Linked DNA regions of Danio rerio: region 2 is linked to region 1. Evidence: chromatin contacts called from public HiChIP or PLAC-seq data. All regions are on one chromosome and are shown on one strand. Each heading gives the region's core, a stretch centred on a gene start, on an enhancer-like site or on the middle of the called end of the contact. The rest is flanking DNA. Distances are from core to core; before and after follow the strand shown. Region 1 holds the start of rps15a (ribosomal protein S15a). Region 2 holds the start of clec16a (C-type lectin domain containing 16A).

Region 1 (5,851 bases), core at 1,662-4,161:
TGTTGTATTTTTAAACTTCATAACATCACTACTTTGTATAATGTGGGTTTTTTACTAGCATATCTAAATGTTGTATTTCGAGGCACAAAATCAGTGTATTGCTTAAGTAGGCTTCTTTTACATTGACACATTCATGTTGTTTTAAACTGCGTAACAATTAGATATGCAACGATAATAGATTTTGGTTGTACAATTATAACCTGAAGAATAATCATGGTTTTACCATTATTATGCATTTATTAAATTCAAAACACTACTAGTTTGGAAAAAACAAAAACCAAATACAGCACATTAAATTAATAAAAGACAAACAATAGTCCATTTTTCTCTTTGGACTTAAACATAAATAAAAAAGCTTTCGATTTACACAAGTGATAATTTTACAATGAAAATAAATGACAGAACAATGAATGAATAAAAAGAATTTTAAAAAATCGTATTTGTCTAATGTTAATTTAAGCTATATATTAGCAAAAGTTAAATGAACTGTAGTTATCATCTGCATTTATACATGCATAATCATTTAAATATTTTGCAATAATTCATCTGACATATCTTTTGTTTACATTGCACTACTGCACACGTCTTCATTAAAAATAATGCGTGCGGAAAAGACGCAATGTCAACGGCTTGCTGCTATAGTAAATCCAATGTGCGTGCGTATTGTCATAACTTTGTTGCGGCAGCTTTTTTTTTCATGCAATAGAAATGCGGCATTGACAAGCCTTTTTTGAATAAAGTGGGGTTAATAGTGAAATCTGCTAATCATTACATCCCTATTAACTATATCTGTGCATTGTACAAAAGGACTTTTCTACAAACATATCCAAATGTTTTCGGCTGCTCGCACCACTTGCTTAATGTCAGTTGACTCGCTCTCTGCGTAGCCTTTAACTGCAGCTTGTGAACAGACGCACGCCACTTCACAACTATAGCGGCCATTTTTTGACAATTTATTTTGATGTCTTGGTCACAATATTTGGAGGGCTCGAACAAATTGCCTCTGGGGGCAGGTTTGGTGGGCCAACAATTGAATAACCCTGATGTATTAAAATGAATTGAGCATAACCATTTAAGAGCTTGATGGTGTACTTGTGCTGACTGACACCTGACACGCCTGAACAGAAAGTGCCTCTACTGAGCATATTCCATGCAAATGGTTAAATACATGAGAAACTATGTACAAAAGGCCATTTTTCGGTGTATGCACACCTCCTGATGTCATGGGTTGCGTCCGAAACCGCCTACTACTTAGTAGGTACTGCATTTGAATTTAAACGTACTACTCGGCCGTTAGAAAAGTACATTCTATACAGTATGAATGTGAAAAGTATGAATGGAATTCGAACATACTACATCCGCCATTTTGACAGTCACGTGACGTGCCTGCGTAATTTGCGTCGCTTCATGGGATAGCGCAGCATGCATGGGATGCGCACTCCAGAATCTCGCCGGCAGTAGTAAGTTATCCAGGTACTTCTCACATACTGTTTTTCGAATTCTCTGAATCGGACATACTACTCGGCTCACATACTGATTTTAGCGTACACTATAGTATGGAAGTATGCGGTTTCGGACGCAGCCACAGTCATTCATTTGGATCTGTACAGCAGTTTAAGTATTTTGTGTTGGTCTTTTTTTTCATAGCAAGTTATCAGCATTGTGATATTTTAGCAGTGTCACATGCAAGTCCTAATTTTGCCATTATGACAATAGTGCTGGACATTATATATAGAAAGTGCAGCTGATTGTGAACAATTTAGCAAAGGGGTGCCCAAACTCTGTCCTGGAGGGTCGGCATCCTGCATGTTTTAGCTCCAATTCAAATTAAACACCTGAACCGGCTAATTATGAAGTTCTTCTTGGGTATACTAGAGTCTTGCAAACAGGTGTGTTGTAGGAAGTCGGAGCTAAACTATGCAGAACACCAGCCCTCCAGGACCGAGTTTGGACAGCCCTGGTTTAGCCAGTCACTAAAGCACAGCACTAACAGTTCTTTCATAGTGTTGCAAGTCACACTCACCTTGTTCAGCCTCCCTGTGAGATTGACAACAATTTTCCCGGCTCTGTGATCATCAATGATCTCAAATTCACCAATGTAACCTGCGGAGATCAATCAACGAGCAACTTGTTTGACAATAACGCTTCAAAATAACAGAATTCTTCAAATATACAAAACTAAATGTGTAACTCACCATGCTTCATCATCACAGTCAGAAAGCGTACTATGACTTTAGAGCAGGGCCTGAGGAGAACCTGGCGTTTTCCACGTTTCTCAGCATTATTGATGCTTTTCAGCGCATCAGCGAGAACGTTCATGCGCACCATGATGCCTGAGGAGGAGGAACAGGACAGGATTTATACAATATTCAGTCATTACATCAGTCACACAGCCTCATATGGCCAATTTAGCAGCAGATGTACATCAACGGGGTAGACGTAAGACAGAGTCCAACTGTGTTTAGAGGGAAACGTAATGTTAGTTTCAAACAAAACCCGGCTCAAACTTTCTCCGACATCGAGAGCGCTTCACGTTTAAGCGGTGCGTGAATTTGTTAGCAGATAACCGCTATGTGAGCTTGTCTTCACCCTTGACTAGTGTACTTCACAATAACACACATTAGTGATGTTAAATAAGGCACCGGCGTTAATAATAACTTCAGTTTGACTCGTGTTTGCCTCTCGGTATCATGGAAAGGCATTACTGGGCGATGGAGAGGTTGAACGCTCATGAAACTCTGGGTAATTTATCCCTTCATACATACACGATTGGCCAAATGACTTAAAAATCTTGCACTTGTGGTGTTCGTGAAGCTACATGTCGCTCTCTCTGTGGATGATGAGTGACGATGTGCGTGATTTTAAACAGATTACACATGCAATGAAGAATCCTGAGCCTTACCAGTTCTGCAATATGGCGGAAAGAGGAAGGAAGCGGGGCGCGCGGTGCGATTAGGGAAAAATGTACTCTCGCGAGAATGTAAAAGGACGCTGCGTGCTGACGCGTCTGTGCGACTGCCCTCTATTTGTTTGGAGCGCCGTACAGAAACACCCTTATGCATTTACCTGTTTACAAAATATAATTTACGTCGCATACTTTAAAGATTTTATTTGTTTGTTTTTTCTTTATGGCCATTTTTGACTCCATTAGAGTCTTTCATTGCAATGCTACGCCTCTAGTCTCAGAATAAATCAACTGAGCCCTACTATACAACTGCATTTGACAAATTCTCAAGTGCACCAGTATTTACTCAACTTTATTTTTAATTGCCGTTGTAAATATATAATATATACTTATATTTATTCTTTACAAAGGTGTCATGTTCTGCAATACATGTTGGTTCTGTAAATAATTGGACACCATTAACATTGTGTAAGGGACTTTATTTAGTGAAATATTCCTATTCCTCATTCATTCATTGTCCTTCAGCTTAGTCCTATTAATCATCATGGGTCGCCACAGTGGAATGAACTGCCAACTTATCCAGCATATGTTTTACAAAGCGGATGCCCTTCCAGCTGCAACCCAGTACTGGGAAACACACATACACCACGGCCAATTTAGCTTATTCAATTTACCTATAGCACATGTCTTTGGACTGTGGAGGAAACCGGAAGACCCGAAGGAAACCCACGCCAACACGGGGAGAACATGCAAACTCCACACAGAAACACCTACTGGTCCAGCCAGGACTCAAACCAGCATCCTTTTTGGTTGTAAGGCTGACCACTGAGCCACCGTGCCACCCTATGGGTAAATTATTATTTTGAAAATGTACTTTCTATTAAGTTACATTTTTGCTTCATTGATAGTGTTTATTTAAACATATATTTACATATTTTAATCAAAAGTTTTAGTTTCATTTGTACATGTATTTATTTAAACGTATAACATTTCTTTTTAATGTTTATTTCTTATTTGATTGTTTTAGCATTTTTACAAATATTATATAATTTTTGTTGCTACAATTAATCTATTAAATGCATTTAAAATGTATGGTGCTTAACATATTAATATATAATGTATGTTATAATTTATCCATTTATTTCTAGAGTCGAAAATAATTTTAAAGAAATTGCCATGGTCAAAATACATACAAATATCAGAGGAAATGTGTTTTTTTTATTATTGCACCAATATTTTAAAAGTTTTACGAATGTTTCTATTTTCCTGTCTTTGACTAGTGTTGCGGGCCTCAAGACTATTTCATGAGAGCCACAACATCAATTAAAATTGTAATGTTATTTGAATTTAATATCTGTAAAAACAAAGTCAATTAACAGTTAGAATCATACTACAAGCAAGTGAGCAATTCCATGCAAATGTCAACCTTGTCATGAAAAAAAAAAGGTTTTCACCAAAATACGAAAACCGTTTCTACGTTTTTTGTGTAGGCTTGTATTTTACAGTACTTTAAAATTACTCAAAAATGTCTCTGTAAATGTTTTCAAACAATTATATTTGATTTACCAAAGTCACACAAGTGGAAAGTTCACATCTGTCACATCCATAACGAAGTTCACAAATGCAAAAATGTCAAATAAAATAAAGTCAATCATTTTTGTTTTATAGAGACAACTCTTCTCCTTTTGATTATTATTGTTTTTCTTTTGGGTTTTGCAGTTTAATTCACAGAGTTACTACAAAGTATGTTGTATACTTTAAACTCGCATACTTTTTTGATCACGTCCATGTCACGTTTATTTTCCTCATTTAAAGTACAAAACATTTTTACAGATTGATATTTTTCTGATCCCTTGCTCAGTTGTTTTGGAAAGTATAAACAGATGTTTTAATATAACGTTAACATGTACTCTCTGTGATTTTACCTTTTAATTTTTTACTGAAAATGTCACATCCATAACGCTGGAACTGCTCACATATATTATTTAAATAATTAACATGTGTTTATATTATGTCTAACTGTATATACTTTCAGTACAAAATTATTAGTAAAACTGTTTAATATCTTTAATAAAAGTATTTAAGTATTACAAGGGGCCTTGAGGTCATAAAGTGTAGGAGCTCACAGCATTCTCCTAAAAGTGTATTTTTACAAACATGTAAAAGTAAACTTACAATAAATCAGACCAAACACCATGTATGCGACATTGTTTATTCTGTTGATTGTTTCACTCTTTATGATCTCAACAGACTGATTAGTTTTGTCTTGTAGTACAAAAGGAGCAGCTATGATTAAGGTAAAAACAATTCAGAAACATGTATTGTACTTAAGTCAGGATTTTATCTGGTCCTATAGCGAGCTAACAAGTGCAGGATTGACAATCAGCTCTAAGTGCAACACAGTAAACAGCATGAGGTGATGGTCTACTATGGTTAATGTCCATTTTGCTGGTTCTTCAGCAGGAGGTCCATGTAGGCTCCATCTATCAGATCCTCCTCCTTCACCCCCAGGTCCAGCATCAGCTGATTGGCGATGCTCACTCCTTCTTCTCTGCTCTGGTCTTCTTTCATCACCACCTCCAGCTCCATGAAGTCCCCCAGACCCTCCACAGAGTCCACATGGACCCTGGTCTGTCCCACCATATACAGCCTCCTCTCTTTCTTCACCTGGCCGACCTGCCCCAGCGCGTCCGTCAGAACTTTGACCAGCCCCTGTGGGTCGTTTGTGGGGGTTATGGAGTAGTTTGACAACTTGGGTCCTTCGGTATCTGGCCTCTCATAAAAGATCAGCTGTCCTGCCCCGTCCTGGAAGTCTCTGAGCTTCAGGCGTCCCGCGGGGACTCTGAAAAACGTGTCCTGCTGACGGATCACCGTCCCGTCGGAACCGCTCAGCTCCTTTGCACGCTGCGTGAGGTAACGCATATCACGCAAAACGGCTTTTATTTC
Region 2 (5,851 bases), core at 1,415-3,914, 560 kb before region 1:
TGCCCTCTCCTGTTGTTTGTAAAGGCTGAATTATACTTCTGGGTCAAGCACACTTGTATGCTACAGCTCAGCCTACGCATTGACGCATAGCCCTATCCCGTGGCCGTCGCTGCTGTGCACCTCTCAAAAAATGTAACTACACGTCGCAACGATGCGTAGCACAAGCTCTGTGATTGGTCGGCTTGATATCGCTGACGAGTCTGGGTGAGCCCGATGGAGCGATTGTTTACCAGTGTGAAGTCCCGTGAAGGATCTCCGGATGGAAAGTTTTGTTTTGTGTTTACCTCATAGTTAAAGATGTTGCATGTCTGCCAGTCCTGCCTCAAAAGGAGCGAGTTTGAGCCACTTGTACATTCAGGAAGCGTTCATAAAAAACAAAACACCATCGGAGAAACTCGACACAGAGGAGCATTAACACCTCACTGCCAACTAGCGTTTCTGAAGTGTTAATGCAGACCAACCGTAACAGTGTGCAGAAGTATAAATGCACAGCCACGCGCGTTGCATGCACCGTGAGTTACGCCAGTCACTTGACGCAGAAGTATAAACCAGGCTTAATGTAATGGGCAGCACAAATGTCTTGATACCTCAGGCTGTTTATGTTGCCATCCACTCTGCAGATCTCTCGCACGCCCCCAAACTGAATGTAACCCCAAACTATGATTTTTTCTTCACCAAACTTGACTGATTTCTATGAGAATCTTGGGTCCATGTGAGTTCCAATAGGTCATTTGCAGTATCTGTAATGATTGGGATGCAGTTCAACAGATGATTCATCAGAAACATCTACCTTCTGCCACTTTTCCAAATGATCAACTAGAAGTCATTATTTGTTGCTTTTACAACTGAGAACAATGAAAAGACTTTTGTCAAGTAGTGTATTTATTTGTTTGCTTTTATTCCAAATTAATTGAGTATAACTCCTATTCAACCTAATGGGTTTCTGTTAGAAATCCTTAAGTTTCATGCCTATTATAAATACTTTGTCCACTCACACTTTCTTCTGTAAATAGTTTTTGTGTAAATGAAAGATCATGTGAATGGATATATTTCTGTTATTATGATCAGACAGACAGGTAGGTAACAGTGTAGGTTTTCATTTAGAAAAGCAAAGCTAGCACAGTGACTTTCTATAATTAGGCACTAGAGATTTGAAAGTCAAATATGACACCATGGAAAGTCAAAGTAATCATTTATTAAATATATACTGAACTGGTAAATGAACCTTAGCCAAATAATTCATTTCGTCACAAATATGTGGTTCCAAAAGGAGTCTCATAGAAAATAAAACACTGATTCAGGCGGATTGTGTGTGTGTCATGACGTATTGCTCATTTAAATGGTATTAAAGGGAAAGAAAACATGCCAAGGCAGACCACATTTAAGGGCGCCTGTCTACGGGGTCACATCGACACAGAATCCTGCCCGAGTGCTGAAGGCCAAGCTAAAAATAAATAGGCTAATGTAATATTAATACCCACAGTAGTGGTTAGTGCCTGAATTTGAGCTCTGAAGAAACACTGACTGGCTGCTCCATGGAAAAGCACACGGTCCGCTCAGCTTATCTGTTCCAGGTAAAATATTCCATGTAGCATGATGGCAGGTCAGTTCTCCGAGTCTGGACAGCCTGTAAGGACAAGACACTTAATGTAGATTTGTTCCCGACTTTGTATGAATCACATATATATTTTAACATGACTTACTTATTCATGACATTCATTTTTATACTAACTGACCACTGCAGCATCTTTTAATGCCAAATGTAGTTCCCTTTGACAATGGTTCTCCTTTAACCAAATGACACCTTGCCCAAAGCAGCTTCGGCTGGGATTGCCAGTCATAGTAGCGTTAGTCTATTCCAGATATCCCTCAAAAACATCCAGTTCAGTGTCTGTGTCATAGGGAATAGATGCTGGGTCAGAGAGAACGCCCAAATCCACGAGAGCCTGGTCCATATCCTCTGGCAAGAACACTATCCCTACATTAAGAACTATGTACTCCATTAAAAAGGCATAGTAGAGGATTAAGACATTGACAAAAAACAGGCCGAGATAATACATATATGGAAGCTCGTCGATTAGCGATTCCACTGAATCTAACTGAAAGTAAACTGAGTTTGTCATAGACTCCACCACATAGACTTCAGTTTCAAAGAGCAGAACAGACACATTAAAGGCATTTAATCGCACTTTATATGAAACAAGGTAGTGATGAAGTGTGTATCCATTCGTCTTCGTCAAGTAGCGGTGCAACTCCCTTTTCAGCAGAATTCCTCCTGCAATCCGTTCAACAATCACGTATGTTTCCACTATACAGCGCATAAGTTAGTGAAGGAAAGCATGCTTGAATGTTCCAAGGCCACGTGCTGCTCTTTGACATTAGGACACATATATCCCGAGTCCTTGTTAAAATGCTGAACATTCAGAAATATAAATCACCCGAATGCTCGGCGAAGCTTTATAACGCGTGAAAAACAAAAACAATCGGCGCTTTCTCATGACTTCACCAAAACCGTTGCCTGCGCAATGAACTCTGGGAAATAGAGTGCGTGGCGATGTGGTGGTGAGATGTTAATGCGTTCTAGTCAGAACTGAGATAAACTACAAATCCCAAGATAACGTGAGCTGGGCTGTCTTGAGCGATAGGTCGCCAGGTATGTTTTCATGTGAGGATTCCGGGGCCTTCACTGCGGCGGATATGGATTCCTACGCTTAGCAAATTGGGCTGAAAACATAGAGTTTGCGAGATAAAAGCAACCGAAAATGTTTGGGCGGTCAAGAAGCTGGGTCGGAGGACAGGGGAAGTCTAAAAACATTCATTCTTTGGACCATTTGAAGTAAGTTGTTTTGGGTAATTTGTAGCTAGTTCGCTAGCTCGTAGAGTTAAAGCTGTATTATTGAGCCAGTGTTAGTCATTGCTGTGGAAAGTCATTGGTACGTTTAGAAAATTGAAACGTATTATTTCTACTGACATAATTAATTTTAATGGTTAAATCAAGCCCGCGTTTGTGTGTGTAAAACAGCGGACTTGTCAAAATCAAGTGAGCTATTTAACGTTAGTAAGATTTTTGTGACATAATAATAGTGGCCACTGTACAGTAACGTTAAGTTAGTTTATGTAATTCTATATTATGTTAGATTACTGTAGTTTTAAACATATTATTTAATGTTGCTTTCTAATATGAAAATTTTTAAAGATATGTTAATATGTAAGGTGTAGTGATAATATGACATTTCATTTGACATGCAAACCATATTTTATTTAGGTATATGTACCATGTCCTAACAAAGAACACAACAGTGACTGATCACAACAGAAATCTTCTCGTGGAAACTATTCGCTCCATTACTGAGATTCTCATCTGGGGTGATCAGAATGACAGCTCAGTGTTTGAGTGAGTTTTGCCTTTCTGTTGTTATTTTTTTTAAATTCCAAAAAACTAAATCATGTTATAAGTGACTGAATGCATCATGCTTTCTTCATAGCTTCTTTTTGGAGAAGAATATGTTTGCATTTTTCCTCAATATATTACGACAGAAATCTGGACGCTATGTTTGTGTCCAGCTTCTGCAAACGCTCAACATTCTTTTCGAGAACATCAGTCATGAGACCTCTCTGTGTAAGTAATTGCAGAAAGGGGGAGGGGACGATTAATGCATTATGATTTTATGTTAATGTTCTGAATGTTCAATATTGCATTATTTTCCTTTTCAGATTACTTGCTGTCTAATAATCATGTTAATTCCATTATTGTGCATAAATTTGACTTCTCCGATGAAGAAATTATGGCGTACTATATCTCATTTTTGAAGACTTTGTCTTTGAAGCTGAACAACCACACCGTTCACTTTTTTTACAATGAGGTAAGATGCATTTGCTGGGGCAGCTCTCATTTTTTAAATGACAGATCATGTACTGAAAGCAGAAGGGGGCTTTTATTTGTGGGTTCGATTGTGATCGAGCAGAGCTCTTCCAGGAAGAGCTAACAGCTCACTGTGACTCTGTAAAACCATGTTTCCTGTGTCTTCATGCAACTTGAGCAATTATTTTGTTTCATTTCGGACAGAAAAGGGCCAGTTGTAAGTTAACTAGTTTTTTTTATGCTGATTGGAAGGTGACATATGTTTCAGGGCTCCTTTGTATAGGGGGAAGTTATTGGTGTACTGTAAATGGTTGTGTTTAACAGTCGTGTGCTCTTTATTCTGTGGCACCTTTGATACTGGGGATCATTGGTGTCAGGAATAGAGAAGGCCTAAACGGAAGGATTCACTCTATGAGAGATTTGAAGCTGCATTGTTTTTATATACATTATTAGTGTAAAATTACAGTTAGAATTATGTAAATCAGTGTAAGTTATTGATGTTTATTTTAATTTGTAGAATGCATTTGAATAGTATTTTTCTTCAACACCTACAGATTACAACACTTTGTGTATGTTGTGTCAGAGAGGCATGTGCTGTTGGTGTGGTGTGAATTGGCCTGTTACACCAGTAACCATATACATCAAATAATCTGTTTTTAAACATTTAGCAGTTATTAGTATTAAGATTTCTGTATTTTGGATTTTTATTCAGCAAAGGACAAAATACTTTAACATTTAAATCTAAAGTAAAGAGTAAATCTTTAAAATAAGATTAGTGTAGTGTAAATCTTTCTCAACACTTGTTAGTTAAACATTACGTGCATTCCGGAAGTATTCGCAGTGCTTAGTTTTTTTCCATTTTGTTGTTACAGCCTTATCCCAGAATATTTTATGTTTTATTTTAAATTCATACTTTTCCTCAAAATCCTACAAACGATACCCCATAATGACAACGTGAAAGTAGTTGGTATAAAGTAATTGCTAATTTATTGAAATAATAAAAAATAGACCTAAATATTCAAAGCCTTTGTAGCTTGTTGAAGCACCTAAATTGGTGCTCATTATAGCCTGAAATATTTTTGAGTGTAATGCTACAATATTGACACACTTATTTTTTAGCAGTTTCTCCATGCTTGGAGTCCTTCCCAAGCTTCATCAGGTTTAACAGTTATTGTCATTTTTGGATCTCTCCAGATATTTCTGAGCTCTGGTTGGACAATTCAGGAACTTTGACATAGATGTCCCATAAGTGGGTCAAAATTAAAAGAAAAGAAAAAAAAATAATAATAATAAATAATATATATATATATATATATATATAATGTGTGTGTGTGTATATATATATATATATATATATATATATATATATATATATATATATATATATATATATATATATATATATATATATATATATATATATATATATATATATATATATATATATATATTGCTAAGTAACACAAACAGGCTGGTGTGCATACTCTCATGGAAAACCATGTTTACTATTCTAAAAGACTAAAAGACTTGCTGTTGTGCTTCACATCAGGTGATCAACACCCTATAGCAGGGGTATCCAAAGTCAGTCCTGGAGGGCCGGTGTCTTGGAAAGTTTAGTTCCCACCCTAATAAAACACACCAGAATCAGCTAATCAAGCTCTTATTTGATATACTAGAAACTTCCTGGCAGATGTGTTGAAGCAAGTTGGAGCTAAACTCAGCTGGACACCGGCCCTCCAGGACCGAGTTTGGACACCCCTGTCTTATAGCCTCTTTGCTATCTTGGCTTTATGCATCCATTCTTCACTCTAGGGATGGCATTGGCCAATGGTTTCCTCCAGACAAAGAGTTTTTAGCAACTCCAGACATACTGTCATGGTGTTTAGCCACTCTAACATACAGGCCTGATTAATGGAGTGCTGCAGAGAGAGAGGGTTGTTGTTCTGGAAGTTTTTCTTCTCTCCACAGAGAAAAGCTCGAGCTCCTTCA

What was found. HiChIP or PLAC-seq counts read pairs in DNA pulled down with a chosen protein or histone mark.
Region 2: an H3K4me3 HiChIP or PLAC-seq map of embryo shows a contact between it and region 1, with 4 times the contacts expected there. The contact joins the promoter of clec16a here to the promoter of rps15a in region 1. A contact is called at or near these places in 1 of 18 Hi-C or Micro-C datasets (hematopoietic stem cells) and 1 of 4 datasets of contacts at active chromatin or transcription factors (embryo).

What each region holds. Positions count from the first base shown.
Region 1 is chr3:25,080,155-25,086,005 of GRCz12tu, reverse strand. It overlaps rps15a (ribosomal protein S15a), which reads right to left and starts at 2,911. Exons shown (of 5, transcript NM_212762.1): 1 at 2,903-2,911; 2 at 2,196-2,333; 3 at 2,024-2,103. The coding sequence starts at 2,328. It also overlaps si:ch211-156b7.4.
Region 2 is chr3:25,641,898-25,647,748 of GRCz12tu, reverse strand. It overlaps clec16a (C-type lectin domain containing 16A), which reads left to right and starts at 2,664. Exons shown (of 24, transcript XM_073944525.1): 1 at 2,664-2,836; 2 at 3,266-3,394; 3 at 3,486-3,619; 4 at 3,715-3,863. It overlaps dexi (Dexi homolog (mouse)), which reads right to left and starts at 2,513. Exons shown (of 2, transcript NM_001003764.3): 1 at 1,704-2,513; 2 at 1,186-1,627. The coding sequence starts at 2,123. The coding sequence ends at 1,854.